Linked DNA regions of Mus musculus: regions 1, 2 and 4 are each linked to region 3. A link is a contact called in public Hi-C and HiChIP or PLAC-seq data. All regions are on one chromosome and are shown on one strand. The core of a region is the stretch at or near the end of the contact, and the rest is flanking DNA. Distances in the headings are between cores, read along the strand shown. Region 1 holds the start of Dgkz (diacylglycerol kinase zeta). Region 2 overlaps Ambra1 (autophagy/beclin 1 regulator 1). Region 3 holds the start of Ambra1 (autophagy/beclin 1 regulator 1). Region 4 holds the start of Chrm4 (cholinergic receptor, muscarinic 4).

What was found. A called contact is a pair of places that touch in the nucleus more often than the background predicts. HiChIP or PLAC-seq counts read pairs in DNA pulled down with a chosen protein or histone mark.
Region 1: a contact with region 3 is called in an H3K27ac HiChIP or PLAC-seq map of microglia, with 10 times the contacts expected there. The contact joins the promoter of Dgkz here to the promoter of Ambra1 in region 3. A contact is called at or near these places in 2 of 39 promoter capture datasets (the C10 cell line and the HPC-7 cell line), 1 of 484 Hi-C or Micro-C datasets (Th1 cells), 15 of 115 datasets of contacts at active chromatin or transcription factors (the 230-238 cell line, the SCID.adh cell line, bone marrow-derived macrophages and 11 more) and 4 of 9 other capture datasets (adipose tissue, liver, macrophages and 1 more).
Region 2: a Hi-C map of hematopoietic stem and progenitor cells shows a contact between it and region 3, with 2.9 times the contacts expected there. The contact joins the enhancer-like site here to the promoter of Ambra1 in region 3. A contact is called at or near these places in 3 of 39 promoter capture datasets (hematopoietic stem and progenitor cells, hippocampal neurons and liver), 1 of 484 Hi-C or Micro-C datasets (hematopoietic stem and progenitor cells) and 3 of 9 other capture datasets (adipose tissue, liver and pancreatic islet).
Region 4: an H3K27ac HiChIP or PLAC-seq map of embryonic stem cells shows a contact between it and region 3, with 4 times the contacts expected there. The contact joins the promoter of Chrm4 here to the promoter of Ambra1 in region 3. A contact is called at or near these places in 12 of 39 promoter capture datasets (the C10 cell line, the HPC-7 cell line, the SN4741 cell line and 9 more), 1 of 15 datasets of contacts at CTCF or cohesin (pro-B cells), 12 of 484 Hi-C or Micro-C datasets (the C2C12 cell line, the HL-1 cell line, bone marrow-derived macrophages and 5 more), 26 of 115 datasets of contacts at active chromatin or transcription factors (the 230-238 cell line, the HPC-7 cell line, bone marrow-derived macrophages and 16 more) and 5 of 9 other capture datasets (adipose tissue, embryonic stem cells, liver and 2 more).

What each region holds. Positions count from the first base shown.
Region 1 is chr2:91,948,424-91,955,503 of GRCm38.p6, forward strand. It overlaps Dgkz (diacylglycerol kinase zeta), which reads right to left and starts at 1,925. Exons shown (of 32, transcript NM_001166597.1): 1 at 1,798-1,925.
Region 2 is chr2:91,872,611-91,879,867 of GRCm38.p6, forward strand. Ambra1 (autophagy/beclin 1 regulator 1) reads left to right here. Exons shown (of 18, transcript NM_172669.3): 12 at 3,106-3,216. Among named protein-coding and RNA genes, the nearest start is that of Chrm4, 46 kb to the right of the region's middle. Within about 2 kb of position 4,356, at least 55 of the 459 cell types and tissues checked have an H3K27ac peak or open chromatin away from gene starts, as enhancers often do. A contact at or near this core is called in hematopoietic stem and progenitor cells and pancreatic islet, where this site is marked.
Region 3 is chr2:91,726,193-91,733,534 of GRCm38.p6, forward strand. Ambra1 (autophagy/beclin 1 regulator 1) reads left to right here and starts at 3,946. Exons shown (of 18, transcript NM_172669.3): 1 at 3,946-4,187.
Region 4 is chr2:91,920,055-91,927,475 of GRCm38.p6, forward strand. Chrm4 (cholinergic receptor, muscarinic 4) reads left to right here and starts at 2,135. Exons shown (of 2, transcript NM_007699.2): 1 at 2,135-2,289; 2 at 7,163-7,421. The coding sequence starts at 7,195.

The sequences.
Region 1 (7,080 bases), core at 675-3,174, 220 kb after region 3:
CTTGGAAAGCTGAGACAGGAAGACTGCTGAATGTCTGAAGCCAACCTAGGCTAGATAATGAATTCTAGGCCAGCCTGGGCTACAACTGTTTTAAAAAGAAATGCAAAAGGAAAAACAAAACAAAACAAAACAAAACCTTGGCATGGAAGTTCACTCCCTTAGTCCCAGGACTTCAGAAGCAGAGGTAGGTGGTTCTCTGTGACTTTGAGGCTAACCTGGTTGACAAAGCAAGTTCCAAGACAGCCAGGGCTACATAGTGAGACCCCCATCTTAATTAACTAACTTAACTAAAAGGCAGGCAAACAAAAGAAGCCCTGTTTGGGTCTGGAGTTCTCCCATGGTTCCGCTTGAGTGGTCACCTCTTCTCACTCCATCCCTTATCACCTCCACACACCACACTGTCTTGGGGGAGGCCCTAGAAGGTTCTCACACTGACAGCACAGCAAAATGGCTGCCTCCTAGGCTTCCTGGGCTTGTCTGGGGCACCCAGCCATACTCAAGGAGGACAATATAAAAATGTCTCAGAGGGCCACATTAATCTCCAGCTGGCCTCTGAGAGCCTGATGAGGGCAGGGCGTATGGGAGATGGGGGGACGGCATGAGCAAGCCACATGCTTCCTCAACCACCTGCTAGGAAGGGCCGCTGGCCCCTAGCCAAACCACCTCACATTTGATGCTGGCTACTAGGAAAAACCTGGTATAGTGGTGTGACCCTGTAATCCCCAGCACTTGGGAGGCAGAGGCAGGAGGCAAGACCATCTTGAAGGATACAAGTTCAATGTCAGCCTGGGCTACATGAGACATGTTTGTAAATAAATAAGTAAGTAAGCAAGCAAGCACTTAGGAACCTAGCATGTACACTACACACCCTCAGCAGATCAACTAGCCACCCATCTACTTTTCCATGTGCAAGGTGGGTCCAACCACCACAGGCCAGCATGAGGGTCACTCTGCAAGGATGCACAGAAAGCACCTGATGCTACCTGGCAGACCTAGGACACGGTAGAACCGCAGGGCCTATGGTCGTGCCACCTCCTGAGGTTTGTTTCTGCCCACAGCGGGGGTGGGAACCCAGAAAAGGAAGCAGGAGTGCCCAGGGTGGCCACCGCTCACCACATGAGGAAGAAAGCCATACAGCCATGCCACCCGGGCGTCTGTTCCTGAGGAATGCCCTCTGCACCTGGCATGAGGCGGGTCCTCCGGGACCCCTCAGCCTCCAGAGGGACCTGCACAGGACACCAGTTGGGTCTTGCCACAGTAGCTACTTCACGCCATGGGAAGGCCTCTGCTCCATGAAGGCTGGCCTGGGTAGGGCACCTGTTCTCTACCAGTCCCAGAATGAAGGCCTGCCTGGTCGGAGGGACTGCTTGCCAGAAGCCAGCCCTGGCTGCTCGGCTCCCACAGCCCCAGGGGTCAGGGGGAAGAGAGGAAATCTGGGAAGGCAGCCAGCTCGTCTAGGCTGGCCTGGGCTGATCAGGCAGGGTGCGGACTTTACCAGGTCTCCTCACTAAAGAGATTCTGCTCCAAACACAAGGACAACATGCAGGTAAATGGGTGGGCCAGGGCTGAAGGGTAAGAGAGCTAAATGAGAGCCAAGTATTTCTTTCAGGGCCTGCCCAGGCGTGGGGGGCCCAGCAGGCCCAGCTCCTTTCCATCAGACCGAGGGGGGGCTGGCAGGGAAGCCCTTATCTGGAGATGGTGGTGCCTGGGCCTGCCCTGATCTACCCTCCCCAGATCCACCCAGTCACAGAAGGGAGCAGGAGTTAAGGAAGAGTGAGGACCCCCCCCCCTTTTGACCTGATCTGGAAGGACAAGCAGGTGGGGACTGGGGTCCCAGGCGCCTCTGCTCTTGCTCCAGTTTGCTGGGATTGCCGGCCTCTGCAGAGCAAGTCCTAGTTTGGACAGCTAGCTGCAGTGGCTCCGCTGCCCCCTCCCCCTCACCACCCTCCTCCCCCAAGCCGGAGACAACAACCGTTATGAAAATAGCCCAATTGGTAACCGACTGCACTTCCTCTCCCAGTGGTGGCTCCTGGCCCTATAGCAGGCAGGCAGCAGGCGGTGGGTGGGAGGGTGGGCGGTGCACACGCTAAGCACAGGAGCCTGGCCTCCTGGCACCTCTCTCCCACGTCGTCCCAAGCCAGGCCGAGTGACAGCCATCAATACACTCTTTCCTTCAGTAACAGGCCAGCCCACACAGTGTCTGCACAGGGGAGATGGGGTATATAGGAGGGCAGGAGTGGGCCCCCCTTTTAAGGAAAAGGAGACAATTGCTTACTGTCCTCCTATGTCCATGGGACAGGTTTTACAGGGTCTTAGCCAGCTAACCACGCTGGTTCCAGACAAAACAACCACAAAAATAATTATCTATTGAGTGTTTCACAACTTAGACAGCCTTTTCTCACCAACATTATTAGCCAAGAGGCTGGTAATTCCCCTGTGCGGGAGGCACTGTCCCTGCTGAACAGATGGTGCACCTGAGGCTCTTGGGAGCTGTGACTCCTGTCTTAGGAGTAGCTGAGCCAAGACTCCAGAGCCTGGCTCTTCTGGTCCTGTCAAGGGGGTCAGGGGCCTTGCTGAGCTGCCTGGGTTCAGGCCAGTAGAAGAATGTTTAGGAGAGATCAGCCGGTGTGACACCTGCCAACCCCTCCCAACCCCTACGCTCATGTTCCCACCCGAATCCAGAAGCACTTCCCATTTTTCAGAAATAATTTCTTTTTCTTTTTTTTTTTTTTTGGTTTTTCGAGACAGGATTTCTCTGTGTAGCCCTGGCTGTCCTGGAACTCACTCTGTAGACCAGGCTGGCCTTGAACTCAGAAATCCGCCTGCCTCTGCCTCCCAAGTGCTGGGATTAAAGGCGTGCGCCACCAGCACCCAGCCAGAAATAATAATTTCTAAAACTCCTAGAAGGATTTTGTCTGGGGAGCAGGTGATAGGCACTAAGACTTAACCAAATAGAATCTAAATTTAAGAGCATTAATCTTTCAGGAGGCAGAGGTAGGTGGATCTCTGAGTTCAAGGCTAACCTAGTCTACATAGTGAGTTCTAGGCCAGCCAGGGCTACACAGAGAAACCCTGTCTAGGGGAAAGGGAAGGGAAGGGAAGGGAAGGGAAGGGAAGGGAAGGGAAGGGAAGGGAAGGGAAGGGAAGGGAAGGGAAGGGAAGGGAAGGGAAGGCAAGGCAGAGAGGGAGGGAGAACAATATTGCATAAAACACAACAAAATCAGTAAAAAGACACTGTTTAACTTAAAAACATTATTGTTTGTCCTATGTGTGCCAGTGCCACCGACTACATGTGAAGCCTGGTGATCAAATTCAACAGTCCAACTTGGAGGCAAGTGCCTTTACCTGCTGAGCCATCATGCTGGCATAGTTTATGCTTTTGCAAACCTAATATCTGGTTTTCTAGCAGCAGCTGGTTCCTGCGAAGTAAAGTCCCTGCACAAGACACCAGGCTGCCCTGGTGGAGGAGCATGAAGGAGCGAGCCTCACTGTGTGTGAAGTCAGGGAAGGAAGGACAGTTCACCAGGTTTCCAGATAACTACGGCTATTCTATGCCATCACGAGAAAACACGACCAGTGTTCTTTCTCTGTTTTTCTTTCTTTCTTTTGAGGCAGGGTTTCTATGTATATGTAGCCCTGGCTGTCTTGGAACTCACTATGAGGCTAGCCTCAAACTATCTCAAAGATCTGCCTGCCTCTGCCTCTGCCTCTGCCTCTGCCTCTGCTGGGATTAAACTAGTGTGCACCAGGGCAGGCTGACAAGGCTTAATTCTAAGGTCAGTACAAGGTGCCAAACCCTACCAATAAACATGAAGTTCTACCTTGCAAGGTTATGATTTTCTTTCGGGGGGTATGGGGTGGGCTATTTTTAAGTAGTTCAGGCTAGTCTGGAACTCCTGAGTTCACGTGAACACCTACCTTGGCCTCTTTCAACAGCTAGGGACATAGGCTTGCCCTGTTACAGGGCTATCTTGCATTTTGTAACAACAAGTGTAAGCCAGTGTAGACCACTGTGGTACTAAGCTATACTGATTTTTCCAAAGGTTGATACATTTCCTCACAAAACATCAAAACATCATCACCTTTGGTCTCTACTGCTCTTAACAGTTTCCTGTCTGGGAAAGCTACTCTCTCCATCACAAGGGAGATACAAAGTTTCCAAAACTCTGAGTTCTGCTCAAACTCAAATTTCTTGTTGGAAACAAATATTGATACTGTTTTTGAAGTGTCAGGCTCATCTCATTCATATTTGGGAAAATGTATGCCAGACACCTGGAGTCTGAGTTTGTCTATCAGCTGCTCAGTAGGAAAGGTGCCACTGGCAGGCCTGAGGTAGTGGCCAATGTCTTTAATCCTAGCACTCAGGAGACAAAGGCTGGCGGATCTCTGGGAGTTTGAGGCTGACCCTGTCTACATAGTGAGTTCATATGTAGAAACCCCATCAAAAGAAAAGGGAAGGGGAGGGAATAAAGAAGAAGGGAGTAATCATGGAGCACACAGCTTGCCTTAGCTAAGCTTAGCACATTACAGTTGGGCTAGCAGCAAAAATAGGTAAGCTAGCCAGGCAGCGGTGGCGCACACCTTTAATCCCAGCACTTGGGAGGCAGAGGCAGGAGGATTTCTGAGTTCGAGGCCAGCCTGGTCTACAAAGTGAGCTCCAGGACAGCCAGGACTACACAGAGAAACCCTGTCTCGAAAAACCAAAAAAAAAAAAAAAAAAAAAAAAGGTAAACTCCATTTCATCTCACACACACACACACACATGCCCGTGCTCACTGCTGCTATTCTCCTGTCTTAGCCTCCTCAGTGTCCCTGTATCTCTGTGTCTGTCTGTCTCTCTCAGATGGTCTCACACAGCCCAGACTGTCCACCTTCTGAGTGCTAGGGTTGGAGCTGCCCACTACACTTGGTTTATGGAGCAGTGTGGATAAATCCCAGGCTTTGGAAATGTTAGGTGAGCATTCTACTAACTGAGCTATCTCCTCAGTCCAATCCTCTCAACTTTTTTTTTTCTCCTAAAGAAACATTAGTATATAGTAGGGGCTCTGCTCGCTGCTAATGTTCCTATCTCCGCCTCTACAGATGGCAGCACAGTGAACAGACACACATCAGAAACAATTCCTATGAAAATTGCTTTGTCCACAGCGACCTGCAGTACCAGGTCACTTAAGAGACCCATGGATTGAGAGGGAATTCTCACAGCCTGGCAGATGTAGATTCTACACTGGCACTAACTCCCTAGGTGTAACCCTACACTATAATGGAGCCACATTTCAGTGCTGTGCCTCTCCACCTGACAACCTTCTGCCCAGAACAAGGGCTTCCTCTCCCCTCCTCACTTGTTACCTAGAGTCTACCTGCTCACAGCTGCCCAGACAACCACCAACTCCAGATGACCACCCATCTGGGGCTTCAACCGCTGAAACCCTGGATACCTCTCTCTCAGATCTTCCACCAGGCAGCCAGCTCCTGGAGGCTGGGGCCTGCTGAGCATGTGTGGGTGTGGTATGTCCAGCCCAGGGCTGGCAGGAGCTATGTTTACTTCGGGGTCAGCTCAGGAGGAAGGAACAGGGAATTCCGTGGGGGAGGGGTTAGAGTCTTCAGGGATGGGAAGTGCTTCCTCCTGGGTACCCCGCCAAGGGCTGGCCACAGGCCCAGGCCACTTCTCTTTGTTTGGGCACAACAACAGCTTTTGTTTTAGTGGCCATCTTCCTCTCTGGGAGCTTGGTGAGTGGCACCTGGAGGCCCCTTCGGCTTGGGGTCATTGCATACTCCACACTCTCTGTATAAAACAGCCCTGCAGGAGGAGCTGCAAAAGCCTGGGCTACTGATCCAGGGCCCTAGCTGAGCTCCTTGACCAAGGGTCCCCAGCTTCTTCCTTCATGTCTGGGCCCACCTCAGAGTCTACTCCTGCTAGTAATGAATGGCCAACTGGTTCTTTTAGAGCTCCCCTCAGTCCGCTGCTACCCAGAATTCTTTGGGAATACTTACTTCTACATGTCTGTTCCCACTGACAACTGAGAAAGTCCTGGGCCTGACAGCCAACAGCTTTCCCTCCTATTTTCTTCCTTTGGAAAAAAAAACTTTTTTGTTTGTTTGTTTGTTTTTTTCGAGACAGGGTTTCTCTGTGTAGCCCTGGCTGTCCTGGAACTCAGAAATCCGCCTGCCTCTGCCTCCTGAGTGCTGGGATTAAAGGCGTGCGCCACCACGCCCGGGTGAAAAAAAAATTTTAGCATTTATTTTGTGTACGTGCATGCATACATGAACCCTCACATGAATGTGTGGGTACACATATAGCACCATGCCCTAATGCACATGTCAAGGTTGGAGGACAGCTTTCAGGAGTTGGTTCTCTCCTTCTACCATGTAAATTCTGGGGATCAAACTCAAGTTATCGACTTGGCAGCAAGCACCTTTAACCTCTGAGCCACCCCTCTGGCCCATTTTCCTATTTTTATATGTTAACAAATACATACTTCCCTTGGCTATTTATTTATTTATGAGTGTCTCACATAGCACAGGGTGACCTTGAACTTCTGATCCTCCTGCTGTTACCTCCCAAGCACTACCATACCAGGCTAAGCAAATATTATCTACTAATTCTGATTTAATTACTAGTCGGTACTGCTCATCCCTGTCTTCTGTCATCGCAGTATCGATGAGCAAGGGAGGCACAGTGTAGTTCGGTGGCCAAAGGCCTACAGCTCACAAGTGGCAGAGCGAGTGTCAGTGAAAACCCAGTAGTTCCACACTGGCAAGCCTGTGTTTGCCACTTGGCACATAGACAAATGGCTCTATACTCGCCACCTGGAGTCTCTAGAATGGAAACCAGGCCCCTCTGTTTACTGAACTCAACCTCTCCTTTTCCCTCTCAGCTTGCAGGAGTTTGCTCAGACTCTGGCTCTGCCAGAAAGTTCTCCCTAGGCCCCTCTCTTGGGGGTGGGGAGCTCAGCACCTCCCGCACTCAGGCCCTCTTTGGTTATTCTGAGCCAGCAGCACTGACCTGCTAGGCTGCACGCCCTATGAGGTCACAGACCCTGGGACCTTGTCATCCAGATTGTTGGGCATGGCCTGAAGAGT
Region 2 (7,257 bases), core at 3,106-5,605, 150 kb after region 3:
AAGCTTCTCTGATGATGGCTGAGCAAGGCACTGATCTATGGATCTAACAGAATGTTGTTGAGAATCATTTTATTGCCATGTTCCCTTTAACAGAACAGTAGTGCTTGGTTTTTCCCTAGGTCTGTGGCTGTTTCATCTCAGGTTCTTGGCCAGGCAAGCAGTGTTGGGCCCTGTCTCATGGAGTGGTCCTTAAATTCACAGCAGGTCACCATTGTAGATAGAAGGCTTTGAAGCTGCATTGGTGTGTTTGCCTTTCTCCTCTAGTAGTGCGCAGAGGACCCTTCAGTACTATGGACACTGCTCAGTAGGGGCGAAGGCTCCAGGTAGGCACCAGCTCGACTTCTCTGTATTCAGTGAATTATGTAGGTGTCAGTTTCAACAGTAGAACCTTATCATCAGTTTGTGGAGAGCAACCAATTCTTTTAGCAATAGCCTGGGTTATTTAGCCTTCCATTGGGCCCCTTTCACCAACAGCTTGATTAGATGTGACTCATTCCCAGCACTGGAGGTTTCATTTGGTGGCTGGATATGTCTACTTGGGTCTTTGTCTCTTTGTTATTTGCTGATTCCATTTTATATATGCATATATTTTAAGAAACTTCATCTGAATTAGATTTCCACATGGCCCCTCAAATGGTCCTTAGTTTTACCTACCCCGCCCTGTATCCCCCCTCTAACCTATACTCAAGATTTTTTTTTACATTTCTTTGACTCTGTGTGTGTGTGTGTGTGTGTGTGTGTGTGTGCGCGCGCGCGCGCACGCGCACGCATGTGCTTGTGCATGCACATACTACAGGTCAGAGGACAACTTGTGGGGGTCAGTTCTCTCCTTTACTGTGTGGGTCTAAAAGATCAAACTCAAGTCTTTGGCCTTGGCAGCCAGTGGCTTGCCTAGTGAACCATTTCACCAGTTCCCAGATACAATTATAGAAGGAGAATTTTCTGTGTTAAAGGAAGGTAGATAATGCACCTCATATGAGTGGTCATATGTAGCATGGAGCCATCTGGTTTGACGTCAGTGGCCACATTGATAACACCTGCAAATGCTGGTTTCTAACGCTTTTGAGTACATCACACTTGTTTGATACTGTGTTTGATTTTTGTAAGACTTTAAAACTATTTAAGACTATCAGTTTATTTACAATAGTATTTTTCGACTTGTTTGTTTGTTTGTTTGTTTTTTGATAGAGGGTTTCTTTGTATAGCCCTGGCTGTCTTGGAACTCACTTTGTAGACCAGGCTGGCCTCGAACTCAGAAATCCGCCTGCCTCTGTCTGCCTCCTGAGTTCTGGGATTAAAGGTGTGCGCTACCACGCCCGGCGCTATTTTTTGACTTTTATTTAACTATCCTTCTCCCAAGACATTTCTTTTCATTCTCCCTCCCATGGACACACTTATACATGGTGTGTGTCCATATATTCTGGCATTGAGAAGGAGAATTAATGAGATTATACTAAGTTTATGGGGGCACTCCTTTTTTTAATTATTTATTTGTGTGGAAAAGTGGAAAGAACAAGAACACACACATACTCCACAGCACATGTGTAGAGGTCAGAGGATTGAGACAGGATCTTATTTCTGCTGCTAGTCTGTGTGCAGGAGCTTCCATCCAGTTCTCTGCCTCCCCTGCTGCTGTAGGAGTGCTGGGTTACAGGAGTACAGGTATACTCTTCCACATCCCATCTTCCTGGCCTGGAGGCTTTTACTTCATTTTGGCCCCATAAGCCTTTTTTTTACCTCCAGGAAGGCAATATTGGCCATGTTGAAACCATATAGCCTAAAAATGTCATCATCTAGGAAATGAACTGTTATTTGTATCTTTTGTTAAATTAAAACTGAAAGAAGGACTGTTAATAAACTAACACTGAAAAATATCTTCTGGTACAGTAGCCAGCAGCTCCTAGATAAGGAAAAAGAGTAAGTTTCCTATATTTCATGATTGTGTAGAGGGTAGGTTCTCTCTTGGTCATTTGAGGAAAGAGCAGAGAAATCTAGAGACAGCAGAGTAATAAATGTAGCTCTTCAAAAGAAACAAGTAGAGGTGTTTTCTCCGTGATATTCAGAAGTCAAGGGCTAGATGATATTGATGAATTCTGGCGTAAAACTGCCTTGTCCCAGGCATGTCAGCATGGGCCAGATCTGCAGGGGAAAATACCATATAGCTTTTCTTGCTATTGTACAAGGATCTTCTGTTCTCCTGAGAAGGATTGGTTCTGCCTCATCAAAAGGGTGGGCTGTGTATGAAATGCACCTAGGAAGGAGGAGGAGGAAATGACATGTTCGTGTAAATGAAATACAACTGCAAATTAAAGTGTCACCCTGTTTTAAAAAAATCAAATTTTTATTTAATTGGTTACCAAGGAAAAAAAAATGTCATACTGAAGTGTATATCTCAGGGAAAATTAAGCTGAAACATTACAAGTGAATCTGGAATCAAAGGAAGGTCTTGGAGAGGAGCATTTTAAAAAATTGCCTTAATAAAAATAATCTCATGTTACAAAGGCAGACTCATAAATATCTGCTGTGTTATATGCCTGCATTTCAAAAGAGATTAACAGTGTTAGCTCATTTGTTCTTTACTGCCTCTCTCCAGTCACCATGTGTTGACTGCCTCTTCTCTGGAGGAAGTCCTCTTTTGAGATGTCTTATTAGGAAAAAGGTCACTAAAAAAGGAGGACCTGCTTCTCCTAACACACCCAGAACTGCAAGGCCTGAACTGAAATTCACCTGGTCTGTGTTCATGGTAGCTTCCCCTTGTTGTCAAATTTCTTTACTAACATTTGCATGAAAACTCATCTGTGTCCCCAGATAATGTATATATTCTTAGACAGCATATATTCAGGACCTGACACATTAATAATGGGAAGGACATGTGAATGATGTTCCATTTCCACATAGAACTGTTTCTTGTGAAAGGTTGTGTCTAGTTTCTCTTTGCAGTGACTTGCCATGTGGATCTCTCAATCTTTCGTGAGTTTTAGTTGTGATTCTTCTTTTTCTCCTCTACTAACTCATGTGTTCCATTATATTCTGCAGTAGAAGCATACAGAAAAAGAATGCACTGTATGTAGTCTAATGTGGTCTTGTTGTCTTCTCTGTCATCAGGGGCAGTAATTGGAGATGGACAGTCTGCTGTGGCCAGTAACATTGCCAATACTACCTACAGGCTCCAGTGGTGGGACTTCACTAAGTTTGACCTTCCAGAAATCAGTAATGGTGAGTAGTGATGGGCAAGATGGGTTTCTGGTGAGACAGAACTTTGAAAAATACAAAGCAGCAAAGTAGCACTGGATTGTCTGTCTCTCATTAAGTTGTTGATGGTCATGCACTATTTCTGTATGCTTAGCCTCAGCTACCAGTAACACATTTCAGAAAACAGTTTAGGGGAAACGCCAGATCTCCCCCGAGGAATTTGTGGAGAGATTCATAGAGACTAAAAGACTAAAAGAGGTAGCTGACATTGAGAAAAGGCCATAGTGAGTGGAGACTTGTTGGCAAATCCAAGCCTCAACTAAGCAGATGAGTGATGTGATTAATATCTGTTTACAAATGTGTGTGACTGATAGATATGTTTCCTTTGAAAGACATCCATGGTCCCATTGTTCAGCATTGCAGATGTTTCCCCTGCCTAAGGAAGGGCTTTTGTGCATTCCTAAGAGGTGAGAATCAGCCCCAACCTGTCTGCAGCTGCTGATGGCCTCACTGTCACTGTTACATTTCTGCTGGAAGGTTCTTTCTCACAGCAAGCTACCATGAGTCTTTCTTTTGAGGTCACTTCATCCCATTCATCCTATTTCTGCTGCTGCAACGCCATGTAATTGGTTTACTTCTTTTACACAGTCCTTCAGTAATCGGAAAGTTCCTCTACATCTCACCTTTCAGATCAAAGCTCTGCAGATTTTTTTTTCTAATGTGGTTTCCTATCTGTTCTTTCCCCCTTTAACTTTGTGGGTGAAACAGAACAGATCAGAAAATTAATGATGTGTGCTAAAACGCAATACAGTGATGTTTGCTACAGATCCCAGCAGCGTTTTCTGAAGTTAATATTGCATTTACGGTAACTTAAAGTTCCTTGATAACTGTTAGTAAGCCAGCATTCAGCCCGTTTGTATTATCTTCCTGTCGTTGCAGTGCTAGTTCTTCCTTGCAGCACCTTTATTTGTCCTTCTCTTTCAGTCTTAGGGATCATCTGCTAATTTGATTAACATTCTTCTCAGTCTTCCTTTAGATTTCTAGCAAAAATGGCAAATAAATCAGGAAATTGCATTAAGCCTTGTTAAGGTATGTTTTTGGGTTCCTATCATGGTTTTGGAACATGAATTATTTTTACTTTCGGTTTCACATCTGAAGCTCTTCCCTGTTAAAGACAGCTTCTCAGGGTCTGGGGAAACGGCTCAGCAGTTAGGAGCACTTGCTAATTTTCCAGAGGACTCTAGAGTTCAGTTTCCAGCACCATGGGAAACTCACAAGTGCCTGTTAACTACTGTTCCATAGGATCCATTGCCCTTTTCTGGCCTCTGAGAGTACCCAAACATACATTCACAGAAAATGTACACATGCCAGGTGTATTGGCACATGACTTTCAGTCCCAGCATCTAGGAGGCAGAGGCAGGCAAATCTCTGAGTTCAAGGCCAGCCTGATTTACAGAGCAAGTTCCAGGACAGTTAGGGCTATACAGAGAAACCCCGACGCCCCACCCCACCCCCACCTACCCCCCCAAAAAGAAAGAAAACATACATGAATACACATATACATAAATGAAAAGTAAAACAAGTCTTTTAAATAAATCAATAATAAAGGACAGTAGCTTTGTATAGTATAGGCTAGCCTTGAACTAGTTGTCCTCCTGCCTCAGCCTCAAGTGTTAGGGCCGCAGACAAGCACACTTATGTTTTCAGTATCATGTAAAGCATTGTAAGAGTTTGGAGATACAGCTAAAAATATCTTGATTACTGAAAGATAATCATTTTATGATGTACCAGTCTTTAATATTCTTATCAGACAAGATAAATGAGAATAATTTTTAATGCTTTGTTCTTAGTGAATCCTAAGTAGCAACTACTCATTTTATTCTAAGTGCCTATAAGCCATAAATCAAGTCAAGTAATCTGTTCTTTTGATTTTTTGTTTTATTTATTATTGTGTGTAGGTATGCACATGCCACGGCACATGTGTTGAGGTCAGAGGATAGCTTTCAAGAATAAATTACCTTCTTCCACTATGAATTCTGGGGGTTGTACTCAAGTTACCATGCTTGTGAGGTAAAATGTTTTTACCCACTGAGCCATTTTGCTGACTGGTACACTAATCTGTTCTCCAATTCTTCTAAAAATCCATGGTAGAAGAGTCTGCCTTTTCCTTATTGAAAACTCAAGTTCATCTGTAGATTTGTGACTCATATCTTATTGGCCATAGTTCATCTTCAGTTATTTTTATTTTTTTACTTTATCATTGTTTAAATTAGATAATATAGTTACAACTCAAAACTTACTTAAAGGATATACAATAAGGGGCTGGAGAGATAGCTCAGCAGTTCAGAGCACTGACTGCTCTTCCAGAGGACCTGAGTTCAATTCCCAGCAACCACATGGTGGCTCACAACCATCTGTAATGGGATCTGATGCCCTCTTCTACTGTATGTCTGAAGACAGCTGCAATGTACTCATATAAATAAAAAAATAAATTTTTTTTTAAAAAAAGGATATACAATAAGAACTTTCTTAACCCTACACCCTGCTGCCTGTGACTCCTTGTAGTAGGTAACCACTATCAGTTTCAGTTCTTATCTCTTGAAAGATGAATGTGTATGTGTGTATATGCACATTGAGAGCATTGCTTTCCATCTTTTGTGTGATCTAAATGTAAATGTGTTATACAACACTCTTCTCACTTTTTTTTCTGTACAGTGTATCTCATGATCTTCCATATTTTTGTAAAGAGTATGTGTGTGAGTGTGTGTGTGAGTGTGTGTGTCTTATATGTATGCATCTATGTGTGCTCATGCAGAGGCCTGAGCAAGATGTCTGTAGACTTCCTCTATTGCTTCTCATCCTACTGCCTTGAGAGAGTCAGAAGGCACGCAGGATCTGCCTGTCGTTCGTTCCTCGGTACTGTGATTGCAGAATGCCTTTCTTCCTTTCTCCCTTTCCTCCTTTCTACCTTTCTGTGACCAGTTTATTGCTTTGGTGCTGGGAGATTTAAACTCAAGTTCTCATGCTTTCAGGACAAGCTTGTGTTTTACCCACTGAGCTGTCTCTAGTTCTTCATGTCTTGTTTAGAGATAGGGTCTTACTCCGAATCCCAGGTTAGCCGGGAGCTTGCAGCAGTCCTCTTGTCTCTGCTTCCTGGAGTGCTGAGATTATAGGCATGAGCTATCACTCTGGTGGCAGCTGCAGCTGCTGCTGCTATTGCTGCTGGTGCAGGCAGCCCCCACAGCTGCCACTCCTCCTCCTTCCCTGCCTGCACCCCTTTCTCCTCTTTTGAAAAAATAGCTACCTAGTAATTCATTATAACCAGTGTCCTCTTGAAGGACTTTGGAGTTCATAATCTTGCTATATAAACTGCTACCGATTGTCTTACACATGCATGTCAGTAGGATAGCTGCTTTGAAATACAACTTCAGGGAAGGAAAGGTGCATGTATTATTTTGGTAGATATTGCCTTATCTCCCTCTCTACACAGCTTGTTCCAACTAATAATCTCATCTATAGGCATTGTTTGTTCCTTTTTGTTTTCAAACAAATCCTCACTGTAGCCCAAGACTGGTTTTGAATTCAGAAACCTCTTGCCTCTGAATGCTTAGGATTACAAGTGTGAGCCACCGCTTGCCTTGCTCCACCCCCATACTCTTTCTGAGTGCTTGATTTTATAAACACTTGCTGAAGGAATGTCTTTCCAAACTTCAATATTTATGGATTTAATAGGGTAAAGATCACTACATGAGCATTTATGTTTCTATCTATTCCTTATGTTCCCCACATCCTTAATGGTGCTGCCTTGTCTTGGCTGGCCAAGTGCTTTATCTCTTTTTCTGCATGTTACTGCCCCCCCCCTCATAATTCTGTAGAAGTTCTTTATAAATTAAAAAATTAACTTATAAAAGGAGTTTCTTGTCATTTGTCTTTGACTTTGTTGAAGGTTATTTTTGTCATAGAACTTATTTTAAGTCAAAATTATACACCTTTCCTTTTATGGTTCCTAGGCTTTGTGTCATCATTAAGATAATTTCCTACCTTTTTTTTGGTTTTTGGTTTTTC
Region 3 (7,342 bases), core at 2,696-5,195:
TGGGCTCAGTTCCTAGCACTTAAGCACTTCAGAGAACCAGGCATGGCCATGTAGCACTTGAGAGGTAGAGGCAGGAGGATCAAGAGTCAGAACTCAGAAATCCACCTGTCTCTGCCTCCCAAGTGCTGTGATTAAAGGTGTGCACCACCACTGCCCAGCTCTTAGCATCTCTTGACTACTTTAGCAGTTCTTGAACACAATTTACATTCCAGTCAAAATCATTTAGAGCCATAGAGCATCTTCCATTCTATAAAGCATGATGGCTCCTGATACCTTTTGTTCCAGCACTTGAGAGGCAGAGGCAGGTGAATCTCTGTGAGTTTGAGGCCAGCCTAGTCTACAGAGTGAGTTCTAGGACAGCCAGGGATACACAGAGAAACCCTGTCCCCAAAACCAACCAACAACCAACCAACCAACCAAAAACAAAACAAAACAAAACAAAAACCCCCAAAATTATGTTTTACCCACAAGCCCAGAAAACCCACTGAAGCCCTATTCCCTACTGAATAAGCCTCTCTTTCTCCCTCCCTCCTCTCTTTCTTTCTTGGTGTCTCTGGTTTGCTTTTCTATTACTGTGATAAACACCATGACCAGAAACAACTTGGGAAAGGATTTATTTCATCTTACAGGTTACAGTCTATCATGAATAGGAGCTAAGGCAGAAGTCAAGCAGGACTTGCTGCAGAGACCATGGAGGGATGATACTTGCTCCTTTGGCTCACTCAGATCAACACCACTGCTTTCTTCATGTCCCTGCATTCATGCATGCATACTCACGCTCAGCACACACACACACACACACACACACACACACACACACACACACACACATTTAAGAAATAGGAGAGAGAGAGGGAGAGGGAGAGAGAGAGAGAGAGAGAGAGAGAGAGAGTAGTTTTCAGCATCCACATCAGAGGGTTCAGAGTCATCTGTAACTATAGCTTCAGGGGCCCTGCAAGCATGTGGTATACACACACACACACACTATTTTAAAAGTTCCCCAATTCAGACAGTTGAGATGCAGAGTAGTTCCTGATTATACCAGGCTTGTGTCTGCATGCTGATTCATATGTTTTCTTTTCCTCTGTATTAAATATTAGGTCTCACAGGGATTTTTCTGTTACTTCTACCTCCTCGCCCCACTGTCCAATACTTCGTATGGGTTCTAAGTTTGATCCCAGCATTCGGTAGGTAGAGGCAGGTGGTCTCTGAGTTTGAGACCAACCTGGTCTACAGAGTGAGTCCCAAGACAGCCAGGGCTACACAGAGAAACCCTGTTTCAAAACAAAAACAAAAACAAAAAAACAACAATCAAAACCCCCAACAAACTGATAATTCTACCTCATCATTTTCACCCACCTTCTTCCAAAACCATTAAAGAAAACAAACCAAAACTGGTACTCTGTACTACGTAGCTCTGACTGGTCTAGAACTCAGAATGTAGACTAAGTTGGTTTCATACTCACAGAGATCAGCCTGCCTCTGCCTGCCTGGTGCTGGGATCAAAGGTGTGCAGTGCCACAGCTGGCTCTTCATTTTCCTGACAGTTCAGGGGCTAGTGCCCTTATGTGAGCTCCTTCTTTCTGAAGAAATAGCTGAATTTCAATTGAATGTCTTATGGCAAAATTCATATAACTGATGCCATAATCTGTCTATGCCCCCATCCCATATGTTCCAGTTTCATACACTGTATATATTCTCTACTATATCAGCCATTTCAGCTAAGTACACTGTAGCTGTCTTCAGACACACCAGAAGAGGGCGTCAGATCTTATTAAGGATTGTTGTGAGCCACCATGTGGTTGCTGGGATTTGAACTCATGACCTTTGGAAGAGCAGTCAGTGCTCTTACCTGCTGAGCCATCTCTTCAGCCCTTTGGATTTCTTATATGGCAGAAAAATAAACTTGTACCTTGTTTCAGGTTTGGACTTTTTTGGTTTTTTTGAGGGGGGGAGGGAGGAGGAACAAGATCTCACAACATAGTCCTAGCTGTCCTGGTATTCACTGAGTTGATCAGGATGCAGGATGGCCTCTTGAACTCACAGAGATCAGTTTGCTTGTGCTTACTGAGTGCCAAGTGCTGAGATTAAAGGCATAGGCTAGCATGTGTAGCTCTTTTGGAGTTTTTTGTTTGTTTGCTTGCTTTTTTTGGGGGGGGGCAAGGCTGGCCTCAAACAATCATATTGCAATCTCCCTTGCCTCAGCCTCTAGAAAGTTGGGATTAAAGATGTAAAGATATACAGTATCATTTTTGTTTGCTTATGTCCAAGAAGACCTAATCATAAACAATAATATTGTAATTGCCTTTTCTCAAGAGTAGCAAATACCTATCACATGAAAAATATCTAGAAATAAAATGTACTGATTGTACAGTATGGAGTTTGGCCAGTACAGTTAGGATCAGCTACAAATCAAATATGTCTGTAAAAGCCTGTAATTCCAACAAGTAGGAGGCAGAGGGAGGAAGATAGACTTTGAAGTAATATGGATTACATAGTGAGATTCTGTTTAAAAAAAAAAAAAAGCCAGGCATGGTTGCTTATAATCCCAGCACTCAACTAGCTTGAGGCAAAAGGATTGCTGTGAGCTTGAGGTCAGCGTGGGCTTCATAGTGAGTTCCAAGCCAGCCAAGCTATAGAGTGTGAGCCTCCACTGCAGTCTCTCACACTCCCTCAGGCACACTGCAAATGTGGAACAGGAAGGCAAGCACATCAGAATTTCAAAGCCATTCTTGGATACACAGAGTTCAAGACCAGTGTGTGTGCCACACAAAATCCTGTCTCTAAAAACTATTTAGTGAACTAGCTACGAAGCTAACTAAAAGCACACTGTGGACTGTGGCTTTAGATCCTTGGAAGAAAATAAAAGAGAAGTAAGTGGTTTTTTTTTTGAGAAAGAATAGAATAGGCTGGGAGGTTGTGGTGTTCACCTTTAATCCCAGCACTCCGGAGGCAGAGGCAGGCAAATCTTTGTGAGTTGGAGGTCAGCCTGGTCTACAGAACCAGTTCCAGGACAGCCAAGGGTACACAGAGAGAAGCCTTGTCTGGCAAAACAAAACCAAAGAATAAAAATTTAAAAACAAGGTACAGGAACTTTCCCTTCCCACATTAAGGTGTGCCATTTTCTCTTGGATATTCTTCTAAAGCTGACCTGGAGCATTCATAGCGATTGTTCTTCAGCTCTGAGGGGAAACCAAGAATAAAGTGGTAAAGTCATTTGTTCAACTGGGACAAGTAGTGTGAGAAGTCTCTAAGTGTACGGCAGTCGTTGAACTATTAAGACGAGCTTTATTCTGCTATGATTTATCTTCAATCAATGTGCTCACAAAAGGCTAATTCCTTTTTCACTTAAAACAAGGTCTTTGGTGGCGCATGCCTTTAATCCCAGCACTTGGGAAACCCTGTCTCGAAAACCACACACTCAAAAAACAAAACAAAAACCAAAACCTAGCCAAACCAACCAACCAACCAAAAAAAAAAAAAAAAAAAAAAAAAAAAACAAAAAAACAACAAAAAAAAAAAACCACCAAGGTCTCATATAGTCCAGTTTGGCCTTGTGCTTAACTGACTATGACTTTGAACTCCAAATCCTCATGCCTCCTTTCCTAAAATGCAGGGACTACGGGGGGAGGGTGTGGGGGACTTTTGGGATAGCATTGGAAATGTAATTGAGGAAAATACGTAATAAAAAAAAAAAGTACCAGGAAAAAAAAAAAAAAGCAGGGATTACAAGCGTGCTCCTGTCTCAAAAATTTAGTTCTCTAAATTACTTTAACACTCTGTCACCAACAGAAAATGGCAGAATCCCAGCCTACTCTACGCTATAGTTTAATGATCTGGATTTGTTTATTTATGCCTAGGAAGGCAGCCGGATTTGCAGCAGGAGCTGAGCAATGTTTCGGCACTCGGCTGCAGTGCCTTGAACGATTGCTGGGGCGCTCTTCCTTTGATGTCTGGGCGTTCGTGTGTTCGATGATCTTTTGCGGCGTCTTCTTGGTTGATGTCTCCGGAGCGGCGGCGGCTGTGCCAGGTCCTGGACTGAGTTATCCCGGAGGCCCCGGGCTCTGGCCGCTTTCTTCCGCTGGTCGGTCGAGCGGACCCCTCGCTTTCTTCGGCCTCTCCCCGCCTTCCGTCCGTGGCTCCGTGCGCTCGCTGGCTTTCGGGCCGAGCTCTCACTCTCCTCGCAGGTAGGCCCGGGAGGAGCCTGGGAGGCCCGGTCCCGCATCCTTCCGCCCAAGGCAGGAGGAGACCTTAGCGCCGGCCGGTGGGCGAGCGCGCGGCCCGCCGGGGTGCGCGTTGTGAAGGGGGTTGCGCCCGGGGGCGCGGCCGGAGGGCGGCCCGGAACTGAGCGAGAAGCCGGAAGGAGGGAGAGATGCTGAAGCTGCCGGCCGGGTTCCGTAGAGAGGGGATGTCGGGTCCTGGACGCGTGTCGTCACCCCTAGATTGTAGGAACTTGGCTTTCTTAGACCCTATTCCCTTTCTCCTTTCCTACAACTCCGGTTCCGGATGTCATGCTCAGTTGCACTGGGGACCCCTACTGAGTTCAGCCTCGGAGTGCCCTTTTGAGTAGGTGGAGGCTATTGAAACTAGGCCCTCCAGCTCCTAGGAACGAAATATCACTTATAGTCTTTTGGGGTAGGGAAACCGAGGCTGAGGTAGGGGACGTGACTTTTCCCTGTGACCTCGACAGATCATTAAATGTGCTGTAAGGTTCTTTTTTTTTTTTTTTTTTTTTTTTTTTTGTCTTTAACAGTTCACAATTCTCCCATTTTACTGGTCACTTTTTACTTAACAGTCTCTCATTTGACTTTTTGGAACTCTTCTTTCTTAGAAACATATATTGTGTTACTGGAGGCTTCAGACATTAAGGGAGCAAGTGATGTTTTTGACTGGGTTTGCTTTTTCGAAGTTTGTATCGTTTTAGCAAAAGTAGTAAGGATAGTTTAGTTTTGTTTACTCATAAATAATTTGTTTACTTCCACTTTACTTCTGATTAATACTGATTCCACTCTTCAGCTTGTTCTGAAACTTTCTGCTATGGTGTTAAGTACTTAGTGCAAGATGGAAGATGCTTAAGATGGTTAAGACTTTGAATTCAGGTTCTTGTCTTGTGGAGGTCTTTTCTAGGAGGGAATCCAAGGAATCTCTTTTGAAACTTTTTTTTATTTGGTTAGTGATTTAGTCATTTTATTCAAGAGTTCAAAAGTCTGTGTAGAAATTATTCAAACATAATTGAAGATGAATCATTTGTGAACTTTACTGTTTCTCTCTTTTTTTTTTAAAGATTTATTTATTATATGTAAGTATACTGTAGCTGTCTTCAGGCACACCAGAAGAGGGTGTCAGATCTCATTACTGGTGGTTGTGAGCCACCATGTGGTTGCTGGGATTTGAACTCAGGACCTTTGTAAGAGCAGTCAGTGCTCTTACCCGCTGACCCATCTCGCCAGCCCTCTCTTTTCTTTTTCAAGGCCTTAAGGTCTAAGTGTTTTTGTTAATTTCATTTAATCAAATGTCTTGATCCTAAAAAAAAGTCTTGGAGGTTGTTTGATGTTGGGTAAGTTTCCACACTATATAGAAGTCATAGGAGAGTTGATTTTAAGGGTGTATAGATTGTGAAAATCAGTTTCTGCACAGTTTTAAGATGCTTCAGGCCGGGCGTGGTGGCGCACGCCTGTAATCCCAGCACTTGGGAGGCAGAGGCAGGCGGATTTCTGAGTTCAAGGCCAGCCTGGTCTACAAAGTGAGTTCCAGGACAGCCAGGGATATACAGAGAAACCCTGTCTCGAAAAAAAAAAGAAAAAAAGAAAAAAGATGCTTCAGGAACTTTAGAAAGATGATAGAATTTTACATTGTTTCTCTAATTTTTCCTTTAATGTATGTGTAAGGTCAGTGAGGTTTATTATTATTTCTCGCCTTTAGAAGTGCTGGGAATTTTGAACCCAAGGTCACACGCACGTGCTCTTCCACAGAGCTACATCCCTACCCCTGAGATCAGTAATACTTAAATGAAGGTGATTGATGGAATGATTGATTGTGTGTCTGTGTGTCTGTCTGCACATGGGCATGCCATGCATGCATATGGATGTCAGAGGACAATTTCCAGGAGTCATTTCTCTCTGGCACACGGTTCCCAAGTGAATTCAGGTCATCTGGCTTGATAGTAATCTGAGCCATTTTGTTTTTTTTTTTTTGTTTGGTTTTTGTTTTTTTTTAGACAGGGTTTCTCTGAGTAGCCCTGGCTGTCCTGGAACTCACTCTGTAGACCAGGCTGGCCTCGAACTCAGAAATCCACCTGCCTCTGCCTCCCAAGTGCTGGGATTAAAGGTGTAAGCCACCACTGCCTGGCTACTTGATTCATTTTTGTATGCTTTTTTTTGTTTGTGTGTTGCTGTTTTTGAGGCAGGATCCCTTATATTCCAGGCTAGCTTCATTGACTGTGCAGCTGAGGACGGCCTGAGCTCTTTGATCCTCCTGCCTCCACCTCAGTTACTGGATTACCAGTGTGAACCACTGCTTGACAATTACTGAAGTCAATTTGGGCTGTTTCCTGGGATTTCAGAAATGTTCACATTATGACTGAGTTATTCTGTATTTTCATAAGATGGTTCTTGTGGATAATTAAGAGATATAAGCTGCCTGGTGTTGGTGGTTCACACCTTTAATTCCTGCACTTGGGAGGCAGAGGCAGGCGGATTTCTGAGTTCGAGGCTGAGAAACCCTCTCAGAAAAAAAAAAAGAAAGAAAGAAAGAAAGAAAGAAAGAAAGAAAAAAAGAGATATAAGCTTCAAATAGCTGTGGCAGTACATACTTTAAATTCCAACACTCCAGAGAGACTGAGGCAGGAAGATTGTAAGTTCTAGGTCAGCCTGAGTTAACATCCTGAGACTTCCTCAAGAAACAACAACAGAAACCAACAACAGAGACAAGAAAGACGAAAGCTTCTGAATGTGTTCTGGAATGTGGCCTGGACCAGAGTTACTGAAATAAACTGCTTTCTTTTTTTTAACTAAAAGAGAAAATGCTTTTTCTTTTTTAATGTTTTTTTTTTTTTAAAGACTTTTCATTTATTATTATAGTAAGTACACTGTAGCTATCCTCAGACACACCAGAAGAGGGAGTCAGAGCCCGCTACAGATGGTTGTGAGCCACCATGTGGTCGCTGGGACCCGAACTCTGGACCTTTGGAAGAGCAGTCGGGTGCTCCCACCCACTGAGCCATCTCACCAGCCCCCCTTTTTTAATGTTTATTTATTTTATGTGCATTGGTGTTTTACCTGCATTTATGACTGTGTCAGTGTTAGATTCCCTGAAACTGGAGTTGCAGACAGTTGTGAGAATT
Region 4 (7,421 bases), core at 885-3,384, 190 kb after region 3:
CACTGCCAAGCTTATTCTACTACAAACAGATGTATGCCTTGGTTTGACAGGAGAGACTCTGAATTTCTTGAGTGTAAACAATGTGCTAAGTGTGCTTGATCTACCCCCATCAAAACCCCTCAAGTAATGACTTCAGTTATCAGGACCACGTGACTAACAGCCAAGGTACACACAGCTGGGTCTGTCATCAACACAGAAGTCAAGGCACAGGGGAAACCGAACATGCTCTCTAGTTGATTGCAAACAGGATATAAAGAGGGTTTGTGATATAGTGGTCTAAAAGTGAGCATGCCTTAACTACCCGTTCTGATTGGTTAGTCATACCTTGTCTCCACACCAGTTCCTTAGGAAGTCCACATCCAGGGAGAGCCTCCTTAGTGGTAAGCCTTTGCAGGACCCCTTACACATTACAACCACATGGTGTCAGCAGGATAAAGACTGGTAGTCCCTTAAGAAAGCGTTCCAAGACCCAGTTAGAACAAAGAAAGCAGAGAGACTAAATTGGGTCCCCTAGTTCCAGCTCAGCTTTCCAGAGTTCACCCGTGAGCTCTGAGATGTAGGTGGGTGAGGTAAAGGCCCAGGCTTCACAGATTGCATTGGCTTTGCCCGTGGTTGGAGGCGTTTTTGTTTTCTGGACCCTCCTGTCCTTAACAAGTCTCCTCATTTGACGGCTTAACATTCTGCCCTCTCCCATACACACAACACTTTCACTCTCCCAAGAGCACCCTGCTCCTGGCCCCCAGGGAGGGGGATATGGTAAAGTGGAAGATGTCGGTAACAACTGAGCCTCTCCTCTCCTGTGAAGTGGGGGCAAGAACAATAGCACTTCCTTCATTTTTTCCTTCAGAGGATCATGGAAGACCAAAGCGCCCATGGGAGGGAAGATGGCTTCTCACACTAGCCTGCCCTCAACTTTGTCCAATGTTGACGTCCCTCTCTTCAGCATGGAGAAACCTGAACCAGGAGCCTTCTCTCACGGACTCTAGCTCAAGTCTCCACTCATTCATTCTCTGTTCCTAACTCCTCTGTCGTTACAAAGCTATCCCTACCACTACCACTGTCCCCAGGAGCCCCTACCAGCCCTTGCAGGAGAGTAGAGGAGAGCTGAGACTCAGGTGGTTTTTCCAAGAAGTCAGCCGGCTTAAAGTTAATTGGCTGTTGACACTCAAGAAGCTTTGTGGGTGACCGGTACTCAGGACCCCGGGCGCGAAGGGGTGCATTCAACCCTGGCTGGCGGGTGCTTGATCTGAGCAACTGGCCTTCGCACCAAGGACGTGTGGGGCTGTCCGAGGTGCTGAACCTGCCTACTTTGGGCCTTAGCCTAGTACTGTTGCGGGAGGTCTAGGAGACTGGACTTTCCTTCATGGCCTGTTCTGTCCCAGGTGACCTTGGGCACCTGGCTTCCCCACATAGGCAGCGATGAACTCATTCGCGGCTGGATAGGAGACTCGTGCCATCTTCAGTCTCACAGCTAATGCGCGTCCCTTCCCGGGCGTGGAGAGTGACAAGATCTTTAGCCAGGGTAGATGCTCGCCTGTCCAGTCTCACCTGCTCTTCCCCAGGCCCCGACGGCTGCAGTCTTTTGGCTGTCCAGCGGCTATCAGGCAGCGCTCTGTCCCGACAGAAGCACGTTGCTAGATCTGCCCCGCCGCACACCAGGGGCCTGTTGGGGCCAAACCCTCAAGACCAGGATTTAACCTCAGGCGGAACGACGAAGGGGCTACAAGCCGTGGAGAGGTTCGAAAACACTTCGGTGTCCAGAGTGCGTGGTTAGGGCGGAGGCGGGGCTCATAGCCAAGCTTGGCCGCCTGGTTCTTCCCCAGCCCGCGAGGGGGCGCCTAGTCCCCATGACAACGCGGACAGCCCCCACCCCACCCCCCGGAGGGCAGAGCCGGAGGCTAATCCTCCCTGGCGACTGTGGGCGGTGCCCTCGGTGCTGGAGTCCGGAGTTGCGGGCCATCTCCCGGGAAGGGTGTGAGCATCAAGGGTGCCTGACACTCCAGGTGGTGACCCCCGCGCGTCGCCGCTGGGTGACCGGCCCCGGGCGGGCGGTGCGTCCCCACCACGATTGGCTGCTTCCCTGTGACATCACGCGGCTCGGAGAAAAGTGCGAGCGTGAGCGCGAGTCGGAGCCACAGCGCCGGGAGCTGCAGGCGAAGCAGGGGCCGCCCCTTGGCACCCTGTCCCCGCCCCCGGCCCCCGGCCCAGTCGCCCACCCCACCGACTCGCAGGGCCTCTGGCTAGTTCCGCCGTCTGTCCGGCGCCAGCGGAGCAAGACAGAAGCAGCGGGTGAGTAACTCCGCGGAATCGCGGGGGCGGGGGGCTTCTATGCAAGATGAGGATGTAGGGTTCTGGGACCCCCTGAAGGTCTCCAGAGGTGGGTCGGGCTGGAACAGGGCCCCAGACCCCTTTGAAAGGCAAGCGCGGTGCGGAAGGGGCGGAGAGCTCAGAGATGGGGCACCCCTCTGGAAGAAGGACCCCAGGTCTCTAAAAGGTTTCTCTAGGTGAACCTCTAGGGATTGGTGATCATTGAGAAGGCTAGGGGAGGAATAGTCCCAGCCCACAGCCCAACCCCGAAGCAGAGCAGCCGTCGGGTCAGGACCCACACTCCCTCACTCCCTCCCGTTGGCTCTTCTTCAAGGCGCCGGAAGATGAAGCCCCAAAGCGCCCGTTTCCCGCCCGTCTCCCTGCCCTCCGTTCCCACCTTGGCCCACCGGGAGCCTCCAGTACGCTCTAGCCCGTTGGAGTCCTCTGTCCGCGACCTTGAGCCCCGACGGAAAACACCCCTGTTCTCTCCTGTTTCCCTTCCCCCTCTCCAGGAGTACCCTCTCTTTTACTCATCCGGGGAGATACATCTCCCAGCCCTCCACCCTCCCAGCTCTTAGAGGAAGTGTTAGGCACAATGATTTGGCCCAATATCCAGCACCCCTCTCTCTTCCCCTAAAGTACAGAGGCTTCTCTCCGCCTCAGGAACAGTCCTGGGGGCCATAGCTTTCCTGAAGTGATCACTTAATAATCGAAAATCTACCCCACGGGCGCCCAGAGCACCCTTTCCCGACTTGTCCCCAGCAGGGGTAGGGGCTCGAGAACCCGCGGAAGCACATTGCCCACGCCCAGAGACTACAGGAACTGCGTGCCTGGGGGTTGATGGGAGGGCGGGGCATCGGAGAACCTTGGCCCTTTCGACCAGGACCCAGACGTGATGGAGCCGGGAGATGGGCCCAAGGGTAAGCCCCGAGATTGTCTTTGAGATAGACCTGAGCCCACAGCTTGGGAACTCGGTGCCTATTTTGACTGACAGGACTAGACAGGGCCTCTCCAGGGGTTGCGGGTTGAAGAGTGAAGAACAATTTTACCCTCCTGACCCAGGCCTCGACTGGGCTCCCCGTTTGGAGGCTCTACCCCTGCCCTCAATGCGTAGGGCACATCAAACTGAGCTCGGTGACCCTCACGGCTCGACGACTATCGCAGAGGCTTCTCGACAGAAGTCAGCCCACTGCTGGGACTGCACGCTCTCCATTCTTGACGATGCAGTTAGGACCAGGTGCCTGGGGCCACTAAGATAATGGTTCCAAAGTCAGGGTTTCTTCGCAGCCCAAATTTTGCTCCTTTCTCAACCCTTTCCCCACCCACAGACCGGGCGCTTGCCGGTGGTTCCCGCCATGGGAACTGGTCATTCGCTGATAGTCCAGCATTTGCTCCCGCACACAAATTCGCGGTTACGGCCACCCAAGCTCTATGGCCAGACACGCACACACATGCACACGCACGTGTCCACATGGCGCTGGTATGCTCACACGTTCAAAGGCGCACCGGTATCCAGGCGTGGCGGGGCGCACACTGGCACATGCAAACAGCTACTAGTGTCTACTCGAGCTCCCGAGTAGTCACACACAAACACAACTCGCACTCGTTTTCCCACCTACACGTTCCTTGATGGGTGCCTTGCGGGGTGCGGGTGGAATCCCGACGCCCTAAAGTTTTTCATCCTCGAAACCCTGGCCGAACCTAAGGGACCTTTGTGGCAACCTGGGACCACGGAGACAGGCAGTATCTCCCTCCCTTTGCTCCTTTGTGGGAGAAGCCCTGCCCTGACGCTTTTCTGTATTTGCGGTTTACTCTGGGACTTGACGTGGTGAACCTCCGGCTCGGGGTCCGGAGCTGGCACCGGGGACCGACATTGCCATCTAGCGGTGCTCACAGGCCAGGGTGATGGCTGCTTGCCTTCTCGGATTCTAGATGGGCGGGATTTGGGGGGGGGGGGGAGGCAGAGAATTGTGCCTGAAGGTGCTGTGGTCTGAACATCTGAGAGACTATCAGAGAAGTCTAGAAAGAAAACTGGGACCAAGTTGAGAAAACTGAATTTACCCAGTCTGCATCTGTCGGGGCTCCGGGAAGACCAAACCACCCACCATTCATCTGGTCATTTACTTGTCAAGGCTGTTTCTTGGTCCCAGGAGGACAAAAGGTCAAACCCAAGTGAGGGAACTGGAATATGAGGGTTCCACATCTAAGATGCATCTTGGGGGGCTTCTATCCTGTGTGGTTTGGGGAATATCTTGGAGATAAAGTGTCGCAGACCCTCCCCTTCTTACGAATGGATGACTTTGATCAGGTTCATTATCACGATGCCCTTCGGTAAGAGGACTTTTATGTCTGTAAGAGGAGGTTACCAATAGTACTTACCTTGTCTGGGTGCTATAGGCAGTAAACTTTGAGGGGCTTCTGACTCAATAAACAAGAGAGATTGTATTTTTCCTAGCTCACACATCTTGCCCCCCACCTCCCCACCTTCATCTTCTTATCCTGCTGGCTGCTGGCTGTGCTCTGGTCCTGAGAGACTAAAGTGAAGGTTTCCTTGGTGCATGCTAATGGCTCCCCTACTGCCTCGTCCCTGTCCCTGCCAGTGGGTATTTGGGGTGGGGTGAGGTAGGGAGAACAGCCTCTATGCTTGATGCTACCCTCCAAGCATCTGATGCTTAAGGCCCCATTTTGGAGCTGAATACCACTGTGGAGTCCCTTGAAAGAACTGATCTGTCTTTTGCCCTTGACTCCTTGGGTGACCTTGGAGTGTCACTACCCCACTTCCTCCTGTCTTCCTTTGACCAGTGGATTTAACTTTGAAGCCAGAAGGCAATCTCTTGTATCTCTTGTGTTGGAGCTGGAGAGCTTGGCCCAAGCTTGGCTGGTGCCATTTCCAGTTGGAGAGCAAGCTGAGGTGCTAAGGGGGTCCCCTGGCTGTTCAAAGGCCATAGTGGGACAAGATCCTCTATTTTGTAAATGACAGAACTAGTTCTCAGAGGGCAAATGGTTCTCCTCGGACTGTACAGCTAGACCTTGCTGGCCTACTATTGAACCCAAGCTGCAGACTTGGCGCCTGTTCCTCCACAGCTGGCTGCTGCACCCTCTCTTCCTCTTACACACACACACAGGCTCGCATGCACGCGCGTGCACGCACACACACACAGATGCACACACAGACGCACAGGACTGCGTATACGACCTGCGTGTGGCTGAGATGGTGCCTTTGTGCGTATGTGGAATGCTTGTGTGTTGGCGGGTGTGAAGGAGGCTGGGCTGAGCGGCTGCCCTGGCACAGCGTGCTGGGCGTGGGCCTCCCTCACATGTATGGAAGAGGAAGGGGAGGAGGAGAGATGAAGGGAGCCTGGTGGGAGGGAAGGCAAACTCTGGGGAGGGGCTCTGTAGGACTTTAGCTGGGTCATCCTCTGTGTGGGATGTGAACTCTTAGGCTGGCTCCGGGGTAATTCCCTCATCTTTTGGCTCCACGAGGGAGCTTGTCCTTAGTTCTTGGGAAATCAAATAGACCCTTCTTCAGCTGCTGTGTCTTTCAGGCTTCTGATTTCTTTGCTGGGGATCTAACAGCCCCCACTCTGTCCATTCTTCACCCCTGGGACTGGGCTGGGCAGGCGAAGCTGAACTTCCTGCGTCATCTCTCTAGTCCCTTTCCTATTCTTCCTCTTCCAGGTGTCCCAGCTCCCACCTCACCTCCTCTGGTCGCTAGCGTGACCTCCCTAGCCCTTAGAACCATCAGGTCCTGTGTCTTTCTTGACTGCTCTCCTTGCTCCCAAATGCACTGGAGCAGCCACAGGATGTCAAGGAAATGTGGAACCTTATTTAACACCTCTGAGCCTGTTTCCTCAATATCTGCCTTCGGTTGTGAGGAAACACAGAGTGCAGGAACTCAGTAGACAATCTATGCTGGCTGCGATGATGATGATGGTGGTGGTGGTGGTGATGATGACGACGACAGTGTAGGAATGGGAGAACAAATCTCCCTTGGCCACGATTGGTTAAGAAATGTCCACGTGGCTGGACATGGTGGAGCATACCTGCAGTTCTGGTCCTCTAGAGGCAGAGGCAGGCAGATCAAGGCCTGTGACTTTGAGGTCAGCCAGGTCTACACAGTAAGACCTTCTTTCAAAAACAAACAAACAAAAAAATTAAAGGAAGAAGAAGAAAGAAAAGAGATGAGCAAGTGGGGCTGCAGATGTAGCTCAGCGGTACACGTGTGTGGCACATGTCTGCCATGTGTATAGCTTTGTCTACAACCTTCAGTAACCAAAAAACAGGGGTTGGGAAGTGACAGGCCTGAGTGGGCAAACAACTAGACATTTGGCCCCGCTGCCTGCTTCAAGTCCTTGGGGCCATTTCCTCATGCCCCTTGCTTTCCTGAGCTCTGTCTCTGGGCCTTTGCCGTATCTCCTTGCCTTCCTTCCCACCAGCTTTCCTCCTTGCCCTCATCTGCGTCATCTTCAGGGTGAGGCCGGTGATCAGCCAGCAAGCACCAAGTTCTCTCCCGTCTTCTCTCTCAGCCTTCCCTTCACCATCTTCTTTCTAGCAGTGTCCCCCTCCCCCGCCATGTGTTTCTGTTTCCCCCCAAAACTAGATGATCCATTCTGAGATGGGGACCATGTGTGTTCATTCACTTTTATAACCTCAGCCCTGAGCTGATTACAGTACTTGCCTGAGGAAGCTTCCAGTAAACGGTAGAGGACTGAGAACTCAGGAATGGTTGGCACAGGGAGCCCTGACATTTTCCTGGATAAAGTTCCTCCAGCCACAGTTTGTGACTCCTCCCCCCCTCCCCCCTCCCCCATCCTCTTCCACCATTCACTTCTGTGCTGTCTCCTTCCTCCTCCAGCCACTGCCCACCTGTCTCCAGTTGGGTTCAGCATGGCGAACTTCACACCTGTCAATGGCAGCTCAGCCAATCAGTCTGTGCGCCTGGTCACAACAGCCCACAACCACCTGGAGACAGTGGAGATGGTGTTCATTGCGACAGTGACTGGTTCCCTGAGCCTGGTGACTGTGGTGGGTAACATCCTGGTGATGCTGTCCATCAAGGTCAACAGGCAGTTGCAGACAGTCAACAACTACTTCCTGTTCAGCCTGGCGTGTGC